Linked DNA regions of Pan troglodytes: region 2 is linked to region 1. The links are chromatin contacts, called in public HiChIP or PLAC-seq maps. All regions are on one chromosome and are shown on one strand. The core of a region is the stretch at or near the end of the contact, and the rest is flanking DNA. Distances in the headings are between cores, read along the strand shown. Region 1 holds the start of LIX1L (limb and CNS expressed 1 like). Region 2 holds the start of PIAS3 (protein inhibitor of activated STAT 3).

What was found. HiChIP or PLAC-seq counts read pairs in DNA pulled down with a chosen protein or histone mark.
Region 2: a contact with region 1 is called in an H3K4me3 HiChIP or PLAC-seq map of stem cell-derived excitatory neurons, with 2.3 times the contacts expected there. The contact joins the promoter of PIAS3 here to the promoter of LIX1L in region 1. A contact is called at or near these places in 1 of 7 Hi-C or Micro-C datasets (stem cell-derived neural progenitor cells) and 1 of 1 datasets of contacts at active chromatin or transcription factors (stem cell-derived excitatory neurons).

Annotation. Positions count from the first base shown.
Region 1 is chr1:106,649,255-106,653,497 of NHGRI_mPanTro3-v2.0_pri, reverse strand. It overlaps LIX1L (limb and CNS expressed 1 like), which reads right to left and starts at 1,991. Exons shown (of 6, transcript XM_001162231.8): 1 at 1,568-1,991. The coding sequence starts at 1,859. It overlaps POLR3GL (RNA polymerase III subunit GL), which reads left to right. Exons shown (of 10, transcript XM_054670086.2): 3 at 2,938-3,035. ANKRD34A (ankyrin repeat domain 34A) reads right to left here. Exons shown (of 2, transcript XM_016941711.4): 2 at 3,372-4,243. The coding sequence ends at 4,200.
Region 2 is chr1:106,749,656-106,753,898 of NHGRI_mPanTro3-v2.0_pri, reverse strand. PIAS3 (protein inhibitor of activated STAT 3) reads right to left here and starts at 2,456. Exons shown (of 14, transcript XM_063815114.1): 1 at 2,262-2,456. It overlaps NUDT17 (nudix hydrolase 17), which reads left to right. Exons shown (of 8, transcript XR_010158853.1): 8 at 1-868.

The DNA of each region.
Region 1 (4,243 bases), core at 742-3,241:
AAGCAGCAGGATAGTAGCTAATAGCAGTTCCATCACATAGCCTTGTTAAATCTTGGGATTACATTGGAAAAATAATATTTCCTCATGAGTTTCAGATTCATCCATTTGTATCCCCAGCACCTAGCAGAGTTCCTGTCTTATAATAGGAGTTCAAATTGTATGAAGAACAAAGGGAAATTGATGATGAATGAATCATTAGGCACATATAGCAAAATGGCTCTAAAAATCCGTTTTCATAGGAATTTTTGGGTTTACATTATTAGGATTTAAGAGTGGGAAAAAGTGAAGCATGTTCTACTTAAGGAACTATGAACCAACAAATTTGAGATAATAATCATTTTTAGGTTATATGTCATTTGCAATGTCTCAGTCAATCCATATTGTAACCCTTGAATAAACTGAAGCTCAGTGAAATTAAGTCCCTTCCCCCAAAGATTTGGCTGGTAAGTGACAAAGATCTCCAAAGCCTGTGTGTGCTCTTTTCACTAAACTTTCTTAAAAAAAGAAAATCTACAGAAAAGCCCTGTAACTTTTCTCTGTATTATTGTTAAACAGAAAGTTAAAGATATAGTCACTTCCAGGTCAGGCAGGACCTGGCCAAGCAGACAGAAGGGATGTCTTGTAAATTCCAGGCTTAAATTCTGTATTCCACACCCTTCACTATATATTCCTTATTACTTACACTATAAATCTGGAACTCAAACTCAGACAGGAAACTACACTAGTTAAACGAAAACAACAAAGAAAACCCTCACATCCCTCTTTCCAGAAATTAACGAAGTTTTCTAACTGAAATAGAGTTTCTAACCTGGCACATTTCCACAGAATTTAACATTGAAAGAGCCAAGGCCTGGGATTTATCCTCAGTTCCTGGGCAAGGGCCAGGAAAACAGAGCCAGACAGAAAGGCTGGAGTTGTGAGTCTCCATACTAAAAAAGATACCAAAGTAAGGTACTGAGCCACAGGAAGCTGGTGTGAGTTCAGTGGTACAGGTCCGGATTTAAATACACAATTACTATGAGTGACTTGTGAAGGCACTACCTAGTTCCCCAGTAAATCTGAAGTTGCACTGAAATTTCAGAGTGAAGGTAAGTAAGTAAAGAATTTAACAGTCAAGGTTAAGGGGCTGGAGCAAATTAACAGGTGAGTCCAGGAATTGCAGAGATCACAGAGGAAAGACTGAGAGGGTATGGATGAGAAACTGGATCTGAAATAAAAGACAGGATCCCACACAATGGGGACTGGTTCTCAAAGGCAGAGAGATGTTAAGGTATTAAGCTGGAGGAGGAATTCCATTTCTAAAGGAGAAAAGCTTAGGAAGAAAAGAGGATTGTATCTGAAAAAGGGTCCCTGGAGAATATATTAATAACTCAGTAAAGGGGAGGAGGTAGGAGGCTTAAACGTGTGTATGAGTGTGTGCGTCTGTGCGTGTGCGTAGCCCAGAAGGAAACTCCCCAAAAGGAAATGCATGTGAGGGCTCCACGCCAGGAAAAGCGATCCGGAGGACTGTTGGAGCAAGGCTCCCTTACAGAGGGTGTCGCGCAGGAGGCCAGACCCGCAGACTCACCTCGGCCATAGCCCTGCGTGTGCTTGGCGAAGCTCCTCACCACGGCCTCCACGGCCTCTCGCAGCACTGCCGGGCTGCCGGCGGCGCCGGGGGGCAGGGGTAGTCCTGGGGCCCCAGACAGGAGCAGCGGCGGCGGGGGCGGTGCGGGAGGCGGCGGGGCAGGCGGGGGGCCCGCAGGGGGTGTGGCGGTGGCAGCCGCGGCCCCAGTCACTCCGGGCCGCAGCGCTCGGAGAGTGCCCCTCCCGCTGGTGCCCACACCAGGCTGCAGCCGCTGCGCTCGCATAGTCTCCATCCCGGCCGCCAATGGAGTAGCGCCCCGGAGCCTGCCAGCCTGCCGAGCTAACGGTCCCAACCACCCCAGTCAGCTAGCGCCTGGGGACTCAGGGCGGTGCCAGGGCCGAACCTTCAGTCAAGTGGGGGCGGGGACGAGCTAGGTCCCATGCCAATCACCAGTGATGGGGCGGGAGCTGGAGGGCTCCTGCTCCGCCATAGGCAAATTATTGAGGAGGGTGGGGATTCTCAGAACCAATTGCAAAGAGAAAAAGCGTATCCTCTGAAAGGCAGACGCAGAGCTTGGGCGCGTCTTTGGGAGTCCTGTGGCAAACACTAGAAAGCAGGACAGAATCTTGGGGCTGGGCTTGAAGAAAAAAATGGGCCTAGATGCAAGATTGGGGAGGATTGCAGACAGAGTAGAGATCATTTTGTCCTACCATTTCATTTCACTGATTGTAGGTGAGGAAATTGTGGCTCAGAGAAGTAATTCGACTTGTCCAACATCATATGCAATTGGTGGTGGAGCTAAGGCAAGAAAGATACTGACATTTAATGAACATAAACTATGCAATGTACTGTAGTGCATGTCTTATTTACAATCACAATCACTAACCAGATTTTGTTATTTTAGGGATAAGGAAACAGATGCTGAGGGAAGCTAGAAAAATTGGCCAAAATTAAATAGCTAAGAGATGGCAAAGTGGAATTCAGAGTTTAAGCATAGGTGTTCTGATTCCCAATATTTTTATCTTTTTACTATGCCACATTGTTGGGTAAATTTCTGAGTTCACTTATTCTAAGTAGAGGAAGGGAATAAGAGAGAGTGGGATGGGCAAGTCTCTTTGCCTCCCATTAGAGTGAGAAAGAGTTAGGATACATGCAGAAAATTAGCAAACTCAGAAGTCCAGTTGGGGGAATTAAGAAAATTACCCTTGTTGGTATAATATGTCAGACTGGGTTCCTCTGATTACTTTGCACACACACACACTTGCACACATGCACACACACACACTCTACATACCCTTTATCATGTGGTCACCAGGCCATTTTTGCTTAGGTGAGATTATATTAACTGCTTCCCCCCATCTCTCCTACAGTGGCTCAGAAATCAAAGATGGGGAAATAGAGGCCAGAAGTAGAAGAAAATAGAAGAAACACACTTGGTGAAATGAAAATTAGACCCTGAATAAAAACTGTGAGTAGTCAAGAAATAGGAAGTTTCAAAAGGAGACAGTTAATCTACTGGGATATATCTGCTGATGATGGAGGGAGGAACTTTTTGTAGGAACCTTAAAGAATTCAAGGTTGGACATAGAGGAAACTGGAGGAAGTGAAATCCTGTCAAATGCCTTAAAATCTTCAGGACACAGGACACTTGCCTTTTCTCTATAGAAAAGTTGGTTTCTTGGAAAGAAGGTGGCTGGAACGGCTAAGTATCCCTTGGATAATTATAGCTATAAGTTAGTGTTACCCTCCCTCCCCATTCCTCATTCCCCATACCCACACCTCCAGGCAGAAGTGACAAAACAGAGACTTCTGAACACATTTATTTGATATGTCAAGTGGAGAGAGGAGTGATTTAGGGTTTCTCCCCACTTCTACCTGTGGGGGTGTTCATAAGCTCAGACAGACAGAAGAGCAGCTTAGAGCCCATGACCCACCCCCTGGGAAAATGAGACAATCTGTTGTAGTTGTTGGAGGAACAGGGTGGGAATAAAAAGCAGGAAGTTGAGAAGTGAAGTTGAGAGCAGTAAAGACAGCAGCAGAACTGAGGCTGGGGGTTGCTGCAGGAACCCCCAAGAAGAGTGAAAAAGATATCCTGAAAAGTGGTTGGGGTTAGAAGCAGGGTGTGAATAAGGAGCCAGGCCTGGAGAAAGAAGCAAGACCTGCAGAATGGGCTGGGATGTTCACGGAGAGAGTGTGCAAAATCATGATAGGCTGTGTTTCAGGGCATACATGGAAAGCAAGGGATTGCTTCTGCAGGAGGGCAAAGACATCGGAGACTGCCCATAAGTAAGGGTTCCCTACTGCTTCTGAACAAATGCAAGAGAGTTTAGGACCCTAGCCCTGTGTGTTTATTGATGTGCTGTGCCTGTAGGTCCACAAGTAATCCCATATGCACGTGAAATGACCAGGGCATGAATACATGTGTGTATATACCCAGTAAATAGAGTACTTATTCTTTCTTGCTAATAAGAGTACTGTGCTTATGGACACATGTTTAACCATGTGTGGGTGCACTGTGCACCCATGAGCACATGCAAGAGATCCCTTTGTTCGTGGTGTGTGTGTGAGCTGGTTCTCCCACCTATCCCATTAAGGTCCTAATCCCCACCCTCCTTGGCTCCTCTCACTCCTCTCAGCGCCCTGGCTCCCCAGGCCCACCTAGACTCTGGAAGCCCC
Region 2 (4,243 bases), core at 1,207-3,706, 100 kb before region 1:
CATCCCAGCCTCCTGGGAACAGGATAGGAGACAGGGAGAAGGAGGGAGAGACAAGAGGATTCAAGCCAGACAGCCCCATGGGGAAGAAAGGGGCTAGGTGGCTGGAGGATTGTGCCCTTCAGCCCACCCCTCCCAACCACCTTAATTCACCTCGGCTATTTCCCCCAAGCCTCTGAAGCTTCTGTGGCCAGGGTTTTCAGGTCAGGGTTCAATGCTCATAACTTCCCCAGATCCTTTCTTGGAATCGTTTATATAACCACCCCCTCCCCACAACTTAGTCCTATTTTTCTGGAAGGGAAACAGGACCAAAACTTGGGTCAGGGAGATTAACAGTGAATCACTGAGTCCAAGTATCCTGCCTGTTTACTCTCTCTGCCAGGAACCATAATCTGGCATCTCTCCTACACAGAGAAATTAATACTCCTCTACAACTTACAGCGCCCCCCTATAGGGGTGGAAGAGGAGAGGGCAGAGCTCTAAACAGAGACCCTGGGTGGATGAAGGAAAAGCCTCTGAGTCAGGGCACAGAATCGCAAATCCCCTGAAGGTAGCTGGGCCCAGTGGCTAGACCTCCAGCCTGCCCAGGACCATAGCTCCCATTTCAAAGGGCAGAAGAAAACCAGGAGGCAGGCGGATGAACTCGGTAGTTTGAGGTTCTATGAGATGTCCTCAGATGTGGTCACCCTCCAAACTCTATGTAGCAGGAGGGGAGCGCTCTCCTTAGAAGACTCCCTTCTGTGAATCTCTAGGAGATCCTGTCATGTGCAGGGCTTGCTAGCCCTACACAATTCTTCTCATAGGAGGCTTTGTCTTGGACCCCTTTTATGGAATGTGATGAGAAACTTGCTCCTCTTTCTCCCCATCCTTATCTCCTCTGTCCTGTCTTTTTTTCTCCATTAGCTTCCCCTATAACTTCCCACCTTTCTATCCCATAGTTTCACATGCCTCTGCCTCTTCCCAAACACCGCGATTCACTAAGGCAGGACCTTCCTCTGAGCCTCCAGGATGCTTCTGGCCCACCCCTCGAGGTATCGGCCCGCACAGCCCCGCCCCCTGCATCTCAGCAGCCTACTGGTATTTCCCAAAGCTCGGATCCCGAGAGTAGCCCCAAAGACCCTATCCTCTCAGCTGCCTTTCCCCCGGAGCCTCCCCTACGTCTGCCCCGCGGTCCCATCCCTGCATGTGCCCCCTACTGTTGCATCTCTTGGCCTTGATCGACTCGCCCCCAGTGCCTCTACAGCAGCTTTTCCCCCTGGCCCTACCCCAACAACTGCCCCTACTACTAAATCCGACTTCTACCCCTCGTCCCCGCCCCCTGCGCCTCAGCCCCCAACAGCTGCAATTCCCCTCGGCCCCACCCCTACATCTGCCCCGCAGCCCCGCCCCCGGAGCCCCGCCGCAGCCCCTTCCTCGCTCTCAGCTACTTCTCTCCCATCCTCAGCAGCTCGTGCCTGCCACGTCGTCGGCGCCCACCCGAGCCCCGGCACCCAGTCTCGGTCGCTTCCCGGACACGGCGTACCGCCGGGCTGAGTCCAGATGGGGATGGGGGGAGGGGGCCGGTACCTTTAATTCGCCGAGCTCCGCCATCTTGAGACATCGCAGGCGCCCCAGCCGGAGCCGGAGCTCAGGCCCAGGGACCGGCGCACAACTCTCCACCCTGGCGCCGGCCGCAAATGCCGCCTGCTCCGCCCCGTCCGGCCCCCTATACCTCCCCTTCCCGGCCCCGCCCGCCTGGCTTCGGACAAGCCCCAGCCTGAGCCCCTCCCTCCACAGCCGACCCAGCAGCTACACGTCTGCGGCCGGTTGGCAGGACGCGTAGCCCCGGAGGGAGTGTATGGCCCCCAAGATCGCGGGGTCCCTAGGGCAACGGGGAGGAGGCGGGCCCGAAGTGCCTGGTGGAGGGGGGCTTTGCCACGGCAGAGTTGGGAGGGGACAAGCTTTTAGGGAGCCAAAGATACTTGAAAGATGGAGGGAAAGTATCGGGAACTGCTAGAGCTCAGAGAAATGGGGGAGGGGGTAGCGAAGTTGGAGCGCAAACCCTCATCTCCATCTCTACATAAGTTTAATCAACTAAAATCGAGAGGTCTTCCAACTCGGGAAATGGGCGAGCGCTGATCCGTCTTAGGGAAGCCGTGGAGTCGGCATTCAGTAATTCACCCACTCCTCCTCCCCCATACACCAACTACAGTGCAGCTCGTGGTCCGATCGTAGGACTCAAACTCGGCAGCAAAAAAAAGTTTGGTGCGGGGAGCGGGACTTACCAGCACAATTGTGGGAAATGGAGAGAGGGCTCGGGAGGCTCAGAGGGCGGGCTGGAGAGGTGGGGGAATGGGGCTCGGCGCTGCTCCTGCTGTCCGCACGGCAGAAGTTCGGTCCAGCAGCCGGACGCGGCGGCCGCGGCTCCGCCCGGGCCGGAGCTCCGCCCGGCCTAGCGCCCGGGCTGGGGCCGCCCCCTCCAGGGGAAGCCCGCCAGGACCGCCGAGAGGGAAGGGGGGCGGAGCTCGGGCGAGAGAGGGAAGGACTCAGAGCCCGACATTGGAGAGATTAACTCCTGGTGTGAGTGGATCTGGAGAGACGAGATCCTTGGATCCCATCATTCTCACTACCTCTGTGACCCCTCACGCTTATGTATGGGATTGGGGTGGTGGCACACTGCTGCTAAGCCGGTGTGAACCAGGTATCTGACACTATAAAGCAGTCTTCCTTGAAATGACAACTGTCCCTCCCTAGGGCAAAGCCTGGGGTACTGAATCCAAAGTGTACCTAACAGTAACTACCCTAGATACACGTGCAGAATACCTCCACCAGAGCCCCCATACCTTTGGTGTAGCTGAAGATGAACAGAGGGATTTTCTTACCCACAAAAGGGATCTTTCTGTCCCTCTCTGAACTGCCTACCCACTCTCCTTCCTCCAAAGCCTTGGACCCTCCAGAGGCCCCATCCCAACCAAGCTGATCACTCACATGCAGGCCCCAAATTAAATCTGTTTCTGTATCCATGGAAATACCTATTTTTTTATTTTTTTGGGGGGGGGACCAAGTCTCACTCTGACACCCAGGCTGGAGTGCAGTGGCGCGACTTGGCTCACTGCAACCTCTGCCTCCCGGGTTCAAGCAATTCTCCTACCTCAGCCTCCCGAATAGCTGAGATTACAGGCCTGCGTCACCACGCCCGGCTAATTTTGTATTTTTAGTGGAGACAGGGTTTCACCATATTGGCCAGGCTGGTCTCAAACTCCTGACCTCGTGATGCGCCCGCCTCACCTTGGCCTCCCAAAGTGCTGGGATTACAGGCGTGAGCCGCCGCGCCTGACCCAGAAAATACCAACTTAAGGGAAATGTACCCCTACTACATACTGAGAAACTCACAGCATTTTATAGTTGGCTGCATATTTGTTCAATAAATATTTGAGTGCTTATCAGGGATCATTAGGTGCTGAGGACATAAAAGCCTTGCAGGAGTTCACAGTCTAGCAGCAGAGACAAGACATGTTAAACCTATAATCAGCACACCAAAAAAAGAGCTTTAATAAATAGGAAGAATCCTTTTATTTAGCCTAAGCCTTCAGTATAATCCTCCTCATAAGACCCTACCCAGGCCAAAGATTGAAGGTGCCAGGCTACCAATATTCCCAGGCACCTGTTGAACTGGAACTAGGCCCAGTTACTTTGTGGTTTTTGTCCCTAGGGAAGATGCCACCCTCTCCTAACACTCAGGTTCTTTCCTTGCTGCTTTGCTACCCAAATTGGTGAGCGCTTCAAGCTAAACTCAGACTCAACTAGTTCTAAATTCCAGCTGCTCCCTTCCAACACCTGAGTCTTCATCAGGTCCTGAGATCTTTTTTGCTGTTGTTCTGTTCAGTCCTCTAGATCAAAAGTTACTATAGTTTGTATTTCTAAGAATTTTCAGTAGTTGCAGGATGAGGAAGGTAGGGAGGATTATTAAAAAGAGACAAAGCGGGGATCTTTCGGAAGTGATGGATATGTTCGTTATCTCGATTGTGTATGGGTTTTATGGGTGTATATGCATATGAAAACACATCAAATTGTATACTTCAAATACATGCATTTTACATGGAGAGACATATTGACGTATATCAGTTGTACGTCAATAAAGCTGTAAATGGCCGGGCGCGGTGGCTCACGCTTGTAATCCCAGCACGTTGGGAGGCTGAGGCGGGCGGATCACGAGGTCAGGAGATCGAGACCACGGTAAAACCCTGTCTCTACTAAAAATACAAAA